Regions from separate parts of the Capra hircus genome. Here region 1 is linked to region 2. A link is a contact called in public Hi-C data. All regions are on one chromosome and are shown on one strand. Each heading gives the region's core, a stretch centred on a gene start, on an enhancer-like site or on the middle of the called end of the contact. The rest is flanking DNA. Distances are from core to core; before and after follow the strand shown. Region 1 holds the start of CENPU (centromere protein U). Region 2 has its middle 45 kb from the start of HELT.

What was found. A called contact is a pair of places that touch in the nucleus more often than the background predicts.
Region 1: a Hi-C map of blood shows a contact between it and region 2, with 8 times the contacts expected there. The contact joins the promoter of CENPU here to the enhancer-like site in region 2. A contact is called at or near these places in 3 of 5 Hi-C or Micro-C datasets (blood and liver).

Annotation. Positions count from the first base shown.
Region 1 is chr27:30,388,041-30,393,253 of ARS1.2, forward strand. CENPU (centromere protein U) reads left to right here and starts at 3,807. Exons shown (of 13, transcript XM_018041884.1): 1 at 3,807-3,876. The coding sequence starts at 3,845.
Region 2 is chr27:30,215,612-30,221,207 of ARS1.2, forward strand. No RefSeq gene overlaps it. Among named protein-coding and RNA genes, the nearest start is that of HELT, 45 kb to the left of the region's middle. Within about 2 kb of position 2,205, at least 1 of the 5 cell types and tissues checked has an H3K27ac peak or open chromatin away from gene starts, as enhancers often do.

The DNA.
Region 1 (5,213 bases), core at 2,557-5,056, 170 kb after region 2:
ACCTGCAGGTCAAAGTGAGCCATCTTGCAGCCATCTTGCCACTGGACTTTTCAGTGACATGAGTTCATAAATTCTTTTAGCATTTAAACCTACTTAGGTTGAGTTTTTATCCCCACCCAGAGCACTGAGCTTCTTCTTGTCTTAATACTTGGGTGGTTTCATTTTTTCAGCTCCATAAGTCCAAAAGATTTGACAGTAACCCCTTTCCTGGGAAATTGAGCTAGCTTTCCATACTCTTATGGGTTAACAGCTTCCAGTGATTCTAGGAACCCTATTTCTATGCATCAGCGGGGAACTACCTTCAAAACCACAAAGATGATTTATTCTTCTGTGGCAATTGCCCAAATGATTCCTAAGTAGAGTGAATAGGTGTTTCACTGAAGAGGAATCAGGAAGGACCTGTAAACAAAGAAAAGAAGACCAACTTAAGGGAAATGCAAGTCCAGAACACAATAGGATACCATTTCAACTTGCTACTCAAGAAAAATGTTTAAATCCTGAAAATTCTAAATATTGACAAGTATGTGGTGAAGGGCACTTTTACATATTGCTGATGGGGATGTAAATTATACAGTCAACAAAACAACGTGTAAAAATTGGCACTGTTGTGTAAAGCTGAAAATGTCTTTATCCCATGTGGCAATACTACTACTACTGAATCTATCCTTGTCTTTTAGGTCTGTGACTGCAAGACACTTAGGTTTGGAAAAAGTGTCTTGCAGGAATGTTTAGTGTGGCATTGTTAGCAACAGCAAAAAGACTGAAAACAACTGATGTTTCCATATGCGGGAGAATGGATTAGTAAAATGTGGTATATTTACTTAATACATTCCAAAGACAATGAAAATGAATGAATGACAGCTGCCTGCATCAATGTGGATAAACCCCAAAATCAAAGCTTTGAGTAAGAAAGAGCACTTCCAAAATACATACTAAATATCATTTATATAAAGTTTAAGACATACAATAATTAATACATCATTTAGGGATGTATCAAGGTAGAAAAAACATGGAAATGAGAAACACAAAATCAGAAGAGTGGTTATCCTTGGAAGGAATGACTGTTATTAATTTCCTAATCCACTGGTGGACAGATGGGTGCTATGTTTTGTTGTTGTTAAAGCTTTTAAAAGTTTCAACCATTTTATTTCTTTCTTAATTTGTATTTATTTACTTATTTTAGTATTTTAGCTGTACTGTGAGGCATGCTGGATGGTTCTTCAACCAGGGATGAAGCCTGGGCCTCTGCATTGAAAGTGCTGAGTTCTAACCGGTAAGACACCAAGGAACTCCCAAGTGGTCATTTTTATTTTTATATTATATGTGCTATATTCTTGTGTATGTGTGAAACATAATTTTTTATTGTGGTTAAATGTACATGACATAAAGCTCAGCATTTTAGCCATTTTTAACTGTGCAATCTAGGCACTACTTAAGTGATTCACACTGTTACGCAGCCACCCACTATTATTCATTTCCAGAACTTTTTCATCATCCCAAACTGTGCTTTTTAGCGTCACATCCAAGAAGTCATGGCCAGATCCAATGTCATGAAGCCTTTACCCTGTGTTTCTATGAGTTTCAGCTCTTACAGTTAGGTCTTTGACCCATTGTAAGTTCATTTTTATTTATGGTGTGTCCTGAAAGACGATGCTGTGAAAGTGCTGCACTCAATATGCCAGCAAATTTGGAAAACTCAGCAGTGGCCACAGGACTGGAAAAGGTCAGTTTTCATTCCAGTCCCAAAGAAAGGCAATGCCAAAGAATGCTCAAACTACCGCACAATTGCACTCATCTCACACGCTAGTAAAGTAATGCTCAAACTTCTCCAAGCCAGGCTTCAGCAATATGTGAACTGTGAACTTCCAGATGTTCAAGCTGGTTTTAGAAAAGGCAGAAGAACCAGAGATCAAATTGCCAACATCCACTGGATCATCGAAAAAGCAAGACAGTTCCAGAAAAACATCTATTTCTGCTTTATTGACTATGCCAAAGCCTTTGACTGTGTGGATCACAATAAACTGGAAAATTCTGAGAGAGATGGGGATACCAGATCACCTAACCTGCCTCTTGAGAAATCTGTATGCAGGCCAGGAAGCAACAGTTAGAACTGGACATGGAACAACAGACTGGTTCCGAATAAGAAAAGGAGTACGTCAAGGCTGTATATTGTCACCCTGCTTATTTAACTTCTATGCAGAGTACATCATGAGAAACGCTGGACTGGAAGAAACACCAGCTGGAATCAAGATTGGCGGGAGAAATATCAAAAACCTCAGATATGCAGATGACACCACCCTTACGGCAGAAAGTGAAGAGGAGCTAAAAAGCCTCTTGATGAAAGTAAAAGAGGAGACCGAAAAAGTTCGCTTAAAGTTCAACATTCAGAAAAGGAAGATCATGGCATCTGGTCCCATCACTCCATGGGAAATAGATGAAGAAACAGTGGAAACAGTGTCAGACTTTATTTTTGGGGGCTCCAAAATCACTGCAGATGGTGATTGCAGCCTTGAAATTAAAAGATGCTTACTCCTTGGAAGAAAAGTTATTACCAACCTAGATAGCATATTCAAAAGCAGAGACATTACTTTGCCGACTAAGGTCCATCTAGTCAAGGCTATGGTTTTTCCTGTGGTCATGTATGGATGTGAGAGTTGGACTGTGAAGAAGGCTGAGCGCCGAAGAATTGATGCTTTTGAACTGTGGTGTTGGAGGAGACTCTTGAGAGTCCCTTGGACTGCAAGGAGATCCAACCAGTCCATTCTGAAGGAGATCAGCCCTGGGATTTCTTTGGAAGGAATGATGCTAAAGCTGAAACTCCAGTACTTTGGCCACCTCATGCGAAGAGTTGACTCACTGGAAAAGACCGTGATGCTGGGAGGGATTAGGGGCAGGAGGAGAAGGGGATGACAGAGGATGAGATGGCTGGATGGCATCACTGACTCGATGGACGCGAGTCTGAGTGAACTCCGGGAGCTGGTGATGGACGGGGTGGCCTGGCGTGCTGCGATTCATGGGGTCGCAAAGAGTCGGACACGACTGAGCGACTGAACTGAACTGAACTGAACTGAACTGAAAGAGTCCAACATCATTCTTTTGCAGGATAATACGTTTTTAAAGAGAAAGCAAAGAATCAGAGCATATTAGGAGTCCTCCCCATTTACGAATAAAAACGCTGGGGTAGAAATAAAATAAGCCAAGATCACACATCTGATTCAGTACCAGCGGTACTGAAAGCCTGCTGCTGCTGCTGCTGCTGCTGCTGCTGCTGCTGCTAAGTCGCTTCAGTCTTGTCCGACTCTGTGAGACCCCATAGACGGCAGCCCAAGGGGCTCCCCTGCTGCTGCTGCTAAGTCGCTTCAGTCGTGTCCAACTCTGTGCGACTCCAAAGACGGCAGCCCACCAGGCTCCCCCGTCCCTGGTATTCTCTAGGCAAGAACACTGAAAGCCTAACCCTGTCAATTTTCAATGCACAACACCAGACAACTGCGCAGGCGCCTAAGCACCCGGAGAGAGGACCCGGGGTTTGGATCCGCCCCTCGGCGGCGAGCTCGCGCTTAGGTAGCTTTCCGGCACTGGCTCCTCCCTTCCCCAACCCGGGGGCGGGCCCTGGCGGAAAACTTGCGTGGCGGACGGGTAGGCAGAAGGCGTGGACTCCAGTTCTCGCCTAGTCCAGGCTGCATTTTCTCTAGCGCTTTACGACGGGCGGAGCCCCGGGCCGCAGACAGGGCGTGGCCGGGGCGGGGGCGGGAGCGTTTCTGCGTGCTCAGCCCGGATTGGCCGCCGGGAGCAGCGCGAGGTTTGGCGGGAGTTTTTGCGTCGGCGCCGAGCGCGGCGGGCGGGAATGGATCGGCCGCGGCTGGCGCGGCTGTCGCAGTAAGTTCTGCGGGACGTTGGCGCGGCTCCGGGGTCCCCCCTTTATTTTCCTCTTCCTCCGGGCTTGGGCCTCTCGGAGCTGCTCGAGCTTCCTGGCTTTGTCTCTGCGCACCGTGTCCGAGCGACTGACCGCCTGGGGCCTTTCTGTAAAGTGGGGATAATAATGTCCCCACCGAAACAGGATTGCGAGGAGGTTGCAGGGCGTCTGCTTAGAGTCGTGTCTGGCGTTGGGAGGGAGAGGCGTCGGCTAGCGTCCCCTTACTTGGTGCTGGTGAACGTGCTCTAAAGTAGACGCCAGGTGTTCTGAAACAAAGTATTCCCACGGATAGTAACTTAAGGAGTACCTACTACTTGCCAGAATTCACCTTCTAGCAAGAACACTAGCACTGACCCTCGGGCTGGAGTCAGTATTCTTTTTTTTTTTTAAGCTGAAAGGACATGCAGGTTGAACTACGTTGCCTATCTGCTCTCTAAAATGTTATTTTTCCCGGATTCACTGGCAAGTGTCTCTGGAGGTGTTTGAAGCACATCCAAGGCCCTGCCTGGGCCTGGCTTGGAGGGGCCTTGGCAGGCCTGGGCTGGTCCTCAAGGCCGGAGGAGTCCCACCTGGGCGGTGGGAGGGCTGCTGGAGAAGGTGCAGTTTGTAGATGCAGCGTGAGGGTGGAGTAAACAGACGAGGCTCCTGTGGCCAGCGGGTAGGACCAGACTCCCCGAGTAGAGAGGAGGATTGGGAAGGAATAAGATGCTTGAGAATCAGCTGACATAGTGGTGTTGGTGGTTTGGTCGCTAAGTCGTGTCCGACTTTTGCAACCCCATGGACTGTAGCCTGCCAGGCTCCTCTGTCCATGGGATTCTACAGACAAGAATACTGGAGTGGGTTGCCTTTTGCTTCTCCAGGGGATCTTCCCAACCCAGGAATCGAACCTGGGTCTCCTGCATTGCAGGCAGATTCTTAACCAGCTGATCCATGAGAGGTGAACTTTATCAGCTATGCCAGTAGGGGGTTTCTCTCTCCCTCCCCCGCCCCGCCCCGCCCCGCGGTACACACACATATAGCATTTTCGCCTTTGATTGAGACTCATGAAATTTGTTCATCCCTCCCCCTGAAACGCAGTAGTATGCCTACACCAAAATTTTTCCATGTGTTATCACAGAGGTTTCTGTCTTTTGAGGAGGAAACTTGACCACATTGTTGAGCACAGACAAGGCAGGAAAAAAGTGGGTTAAGACCTTATATGATGTGGCTTCTAGTCCTATTACTTGGCTGTGTGACCACTGATGTCAGTTAACTTTTCTGAACCCCAGAACCATAAAGGCTGTAAAACGAATATCTGCTC
Region 2 (5,596 bases), core at 955-3,454:
TGATCTCAAGAAGACTGACTCTTAGACAAAAGAGAGGTTGGGAGGGTTGGAGTCTGGAGGCAGGGAGGCTGGCTGCAGGATTTTTGCAGTGAGCCAGCAGGGAGGAGGAAGCCTGAAATGGAGGGAGGTGCAGCTGAGTGGTGTTTCTGACTCAGTATCCTTGGGCTTGGACGCCAGTTGGCTGAGGATGAAGGGGAGGAAAGAGGAAGGTTGACTCTGAGCTCCCAGCTTGGGGGACCACACAGGTGCTTCTGAGGGAGACGAGAGGTCCTAGTTGAGGCAAGCGACCCAAGATTGCTTGTGGACAACCCAGGTGGGGTGTCCAGGGAAGTTTGGAAACAGCAAGGTGGAGCTTAGGCTCTGCGCAAGCTGTGGGGCTTCCTGGAGGCTGCGGAGCAGCTGAAGCTCTCGTAATGGACTAAGCCTTCTGAATTGTCAGACCTTTTAAAACTGTGAGTTATTTCACAGCTCCTCTGTGCAAGGTATAATAAGGTGTAATAAATTGCAAAGAAGGATCATAAGTACAGTGTTTACCATCTGCTCTGATGGGATGTCCTTTTACTAAAATTTCAGCTGAAAGCCAAACTTTGCAGCTTATGGAACCAAATATTGTGGAGAATATGTGTTCCACCTCCACAGGACAGAGGCCAATGGGCAGTTTCTGGAGTTCGTCATTAGAATCAGCCTGGTCACCTGTGTTTTCTGCAGCCCTGGACCTCAGGGTCCCTGTGAGGACCTCATAGACCTTCTGCATCAACAGAGGAAGACTGAACAACACCCAGAAACGTTCAACATCAACAATCCTTTTTTGCCTACAAGCTTATAGAAGATCTCTGTCTCCTAAACCCTTCTGGCCCTCAATCCCCTGATTACGATCTGTGCCTGAGGAACGTGATGGATCCTGGGCCTGGAAGATGAACTCGTTCAGAGGCCCCTGTAATCTAGTCACGCTGTATTGCTTATGATGTAGCTAAACTGAAGATGCTACATTTTACTGGTAAAATAAGTACAGTCTGAATATTAAACATCTTTCCACGGCAATAGAAGTCAGAAGAGTATGCATATAAAATATTCCACGTATAGTCGATCACATTTGACTAATCGTTTTCCCTTCAGAGGTCTGACACTGATTGCTGAGTTGCTAAGGGATGGGGCGTTAGCAGATGATGGACTCACCAAACACTTTCGTGGCCCCAATTTAGAAACCACTTTAATACAGCATAGCTTCCCTGGTGGCTCAGACAGTAAAGCGTCTGCCTGAAATGCAGCAGACCCGGGTTCAATCCCTGGGTTGGGAAGATCCCCTGGAGAAGGAAATGGCAACCCACTCCAATATTCTTGCCTGGAAAATCCCGTGGTTGGAAGTGCCTGATATGTTACAGTCCATAGGGTCGCAAAGAGTCGGACACGACTTAGCAACTTCACTTTAATACAGCGTTAGGTTTCCAGACTATCACCCTCTCTTATCCCCCATTATTAGAAATTCACTCTCCTCTGCATGACTGGAGGAGCACAGCTGAGGGCAGGGACTGTGCTGGGTGTGGAGAAATGCGCGTGTACACAAGGACCCCTCACCCCCCAGTGCTGTGTACGTCCTGACCCCCTGCTCCGGGCACACTCTGCTCCCTCTCCAGTGTCTGTTCACCGTACTGGCCATGCCGGCAGCGGAAGATGTTACCTCTACAACTGTTGATGAGGTCTTGTCGTTTTTGAAGACTGCTCATGGAGAACAAGGGCCACATGCTCTGTCCTGCCTGAGATGTGCTTCTGCCCGTCAGATAACAGATGTCCTAACTCAGAGGAATGAGAGCCCTCCTGCTCAGTTGGCTCAGCTGATGATGGAAGAGCCAGCTAAGGAGGCTGTGGTCCAGGGGGATGGGGCGGGAGAGGCAGTGTGAGCCAAGGGCCACCCCGTTCATGTCCCGCTCGCACCCCAGCCCCACGTGTGCCCTCCTAGGGATGGGAGGTGACTGCTGGGCTCAGAAGCCTTGTCCCGGATTGACTGTGAGGTAGGGTGGCAGCACGTGGGAAGAGCAGGTCTCTGAGGAGGCTGGGCTTTTCCCAGCGTTATTGGCCAGGGCAGACCCATGCCCTCCATTGCAATCGAAGCTCTGAGATGGGTGCTGACTGTGGCTGGGCAGGAACGGGGGCCTCTCCCCACCGCTCTCTTGAGGATTCTGATCTTGTGCCCAAGGCCGGGGGGCTGATGGCTCCCACCGTGGGGAAGCGGCTGGGAGCTGGGCAGGGAGGTGCCTGTGGGGGTACTTCATGCTGATATGGCTAAGGGACGCCTTTTAAACCAGATCGTCCTTGTGCGTCTGTCCATGTTTCCCTTTTAGCAGAGCCCAGTTCCGGTGGGGTTGGAGAGCATTGTGTGTACCGCTGCTGATCTTCCCACGCTTTCACCTCTCTCCACACAGCCCTCTGACACACCTGGGTGTGGGTGGCATCAGGATTCAGGAGGCGATTCCAAGGACAGGGTCACTTTTCAAAGATAAGGGTTGACGCTAGGAATAAAACAAAAAAGAGAGAGAGATCATTAAAAGAGATAATCAAGTTTCCCCTTCCAAAGATAGCCATGCGTGAGCCAGGCTTCTAGAGAGGCAAGTCCTAGCAGTGAATGAGGCAGAAGCCCAGACAGGTAGGAAGACAGCCAGCCTAAGGGGGCTGGAGGCAGATGCGGGTGAATGGAGGACGGTCCCCGAAGGCCTGGCATCCAAGCTGCCCAGGCACCGAGCGCCCAGTCCCCAGAGGGCAGTGGCGAGCAGGGCAGGCACCCAGGAGCAAGCAGGGGAGAATCAAGGGAGGGGACAGAGCCAAGTACTCCAACTCCAGTGCCCGGAGCAGACAGGACCCCGGGTCCTGGCCCTGGAGTGTGAGGCGGAGAGTGATCAGGCCCCACGGCCAGGCTGGCTGGGTGCGGCCGCCACTGCTCCTGCAGCCAGGGGCCAGTTGTGTCCTAGACTTGTGCTGGCCAACACGGTAGCTGCTAGCCTCAGGTGGCTATTTAATTTTAGTCTTTAATGAACTGTGCTTAAACTGTGCATACACTTTGATCCAGTGATTCTGCTTCTGGAAATTTATCCAAAGGATATACCCATAGATATTCAGAAGGAGACGTGTAGATGGGACTTACTGCATGACAGTATTACTTTGGGGGGAGTGGGGTCATATTTACTGGGGGTATCATTTATTTACTTATTTATTGGGGGATTCCCTGGTGGCTAAGATAGTAAAGCGTCTGCCCACAATACAGGAGACCCGGGCTCAATCCCTGGGTCGGGAAGATCTCCTGGAGAAGGAAATGGCAACCCACTCCAGTACTCTTGCCTAGAAAACTCCATGGATGGAGGAGCCTGGTGGGCTACAGTCCATGGGGTCTCCAAGAGTCGGACATGACTGAGTGACTTCACTTTCCATCATTTACATACCATTAAATTTACTCTTACTAGGTGTACAGCTGGATGAACCATGTCAATGTATATAGTGGTGTAAACACTAGCGCTGTCAGATATTTTTCCATCTTTCCAGGAAGTTCACTTGGGCTGCCCTTTGTCATCGTCAGGTCCCTGCTGCAAGCCCCAGTCCCTGGCAACTGCTGATGGGCTTTTCATCCTCTGGTTTTATCTTTCCATCAAGGTTGACTGCGTGGAAGCCCACATGTGTGGAGCCTTTTCTGTCTGGCGACTTCCACTTAGCAGAGTGTTTCTGACGTGTATCCACAATTTTGTGTCCGTCAGTAGTTTGTCCCTTTGTGTTGCTGAGTCGCATCCCACCGTATGGATGTTCCAGAGTTTGTTGTTGTGCATTTGGGTTGTTTGTAATGTTTGGCGGACACTAGGAATAGAGTTGCTGCAAGCACTCACGTACAAGTCTTTGTGTGGACAGCAGGGCATTATTCATGCAGCAAGCTTTCAGAAATAACCTCAGTATCTAACATCTAACACCTAATACTCCTTAGAGTGAAGGGACAAAGGGCAGCCACCAAAACCATGTTTTCAGAGGATAGTTTATGGTATGGAACTACTTCACTTGTTTAGTATAAAAATAACAGAACACGAAATCTGTTTTCAGGATGATTATCTCTGGCTCACGGAGGATTTTTTGTTTTGTTCTTTGTTTTACATTTCTCTGTTGGACTTTCTGAGATTTTAAGAATGGGGAAAATGAGATTTACTGTAAGGAACTGTGGGGCAACAAGGAAGACAGGAATCCAGTCTGCACGGGAGACTGGAATGGGGGCCACGTGGGGAAGATGGAGGCAGTCACCCACCCAGAGCTCTACAGAGGTGCCGGCTTGCTCTCCTCAGGCCTCCTTCCTCCCCTGCCTGTCAGCCAGCCCAGACTCCCATTGCATGACTTCCGTGTGCCAGGCCCTGTTTCTCTCCAGGAATAATGCAAACGTGGTCCCTTCCTTCAAGAAGCTGGGCCTTAGTGTCTTTCTGCCTCCTCCTACCACCAGCTAAACTCTGTTTCCCTTTATTCTCCTCTGTGCCTCTTGGTTGTGCACGAGTCCTACTTCTTCCACCCCTTGCTTCCTTCCTTCTCTCTGCATGTCCTTAGACTAACGCTCCCCCTACCTACCCACTTACCACTCCTCTATGCCTCACATTTACTCCCCAGGAGGGGACTTGATGGGCTCAGTGAGTCACAGTGAAACTAGGGTAAGATTTTTGGAGACGTCCACCCCATAGACCCTGGCCAGCCCAGGGTTTGGCTGCCCTTGAGTCAGGTATTTACCCTGGTCCAGCCAGCTGTAGCTGGTCTTGGGGGTCAGGGGTCAGAGCCACAGGGCACACGGCATGGCCAGCCATGGGTAAAGAACTCCTAGGAATGGCTGTGAATTTGACAGGCCCCCAAATACAACACAGTGTTGCCCAATATAATCTGTACATTATATATTTGTTAAAATAGGTGCCTGTTACTTTTTAAATTGAAAGAGAGGGAGAGTCAAAAATAATTTCATATAGAAAGAAAAATATTTTCTAAGAAGGATAATGTTCTGGTGTATCCCAGCTGATCATATGTGAGCAGAGGTTAAGTCATCCACACTGGCTGCCAATCAAGGAGCAAAGGGCAAGACCTGAGTGAATGGACTTAATGAACTTGGTCTTTGGAAAGAGATAGAGAGATGTATAGAGAGAGATAGAGAGATAGAGACAGAGATAGAAAGAGAGGAGCCCTAGGTAGGGTGAAACGAGGGCTGAAGCATAAATTTACTTCTGTGTTCCTCTTTTGCCTGAGGCAGCCCTAAAGGCTTGAATTCCCGGGGAAAATGTGGTTTCACTGTCGCTAACAGAGGCCATATCAACTCGATTTGCTATTAAAAACAAAACAATAAAAAAGCTTTCTATGGAGACTTACACCTCATATCTCCCCTGACCACAAAGGATCCTTTTGCTTGAAAGGATCAACCTCTGTTATTTTTCATTCTTATCACTGTCTAAACATGACTTTCCATGGCAGCAATCAATGAATGTGTGTGTCTTTGTTCTTTTTATTCCTGCGCATTTCCCCTGTGTTGACACTATCGTATATTTATTGTTTTAATGGCTCTATATTCTTTCAGATGAATGTATGACAGTACCCCAAAGGT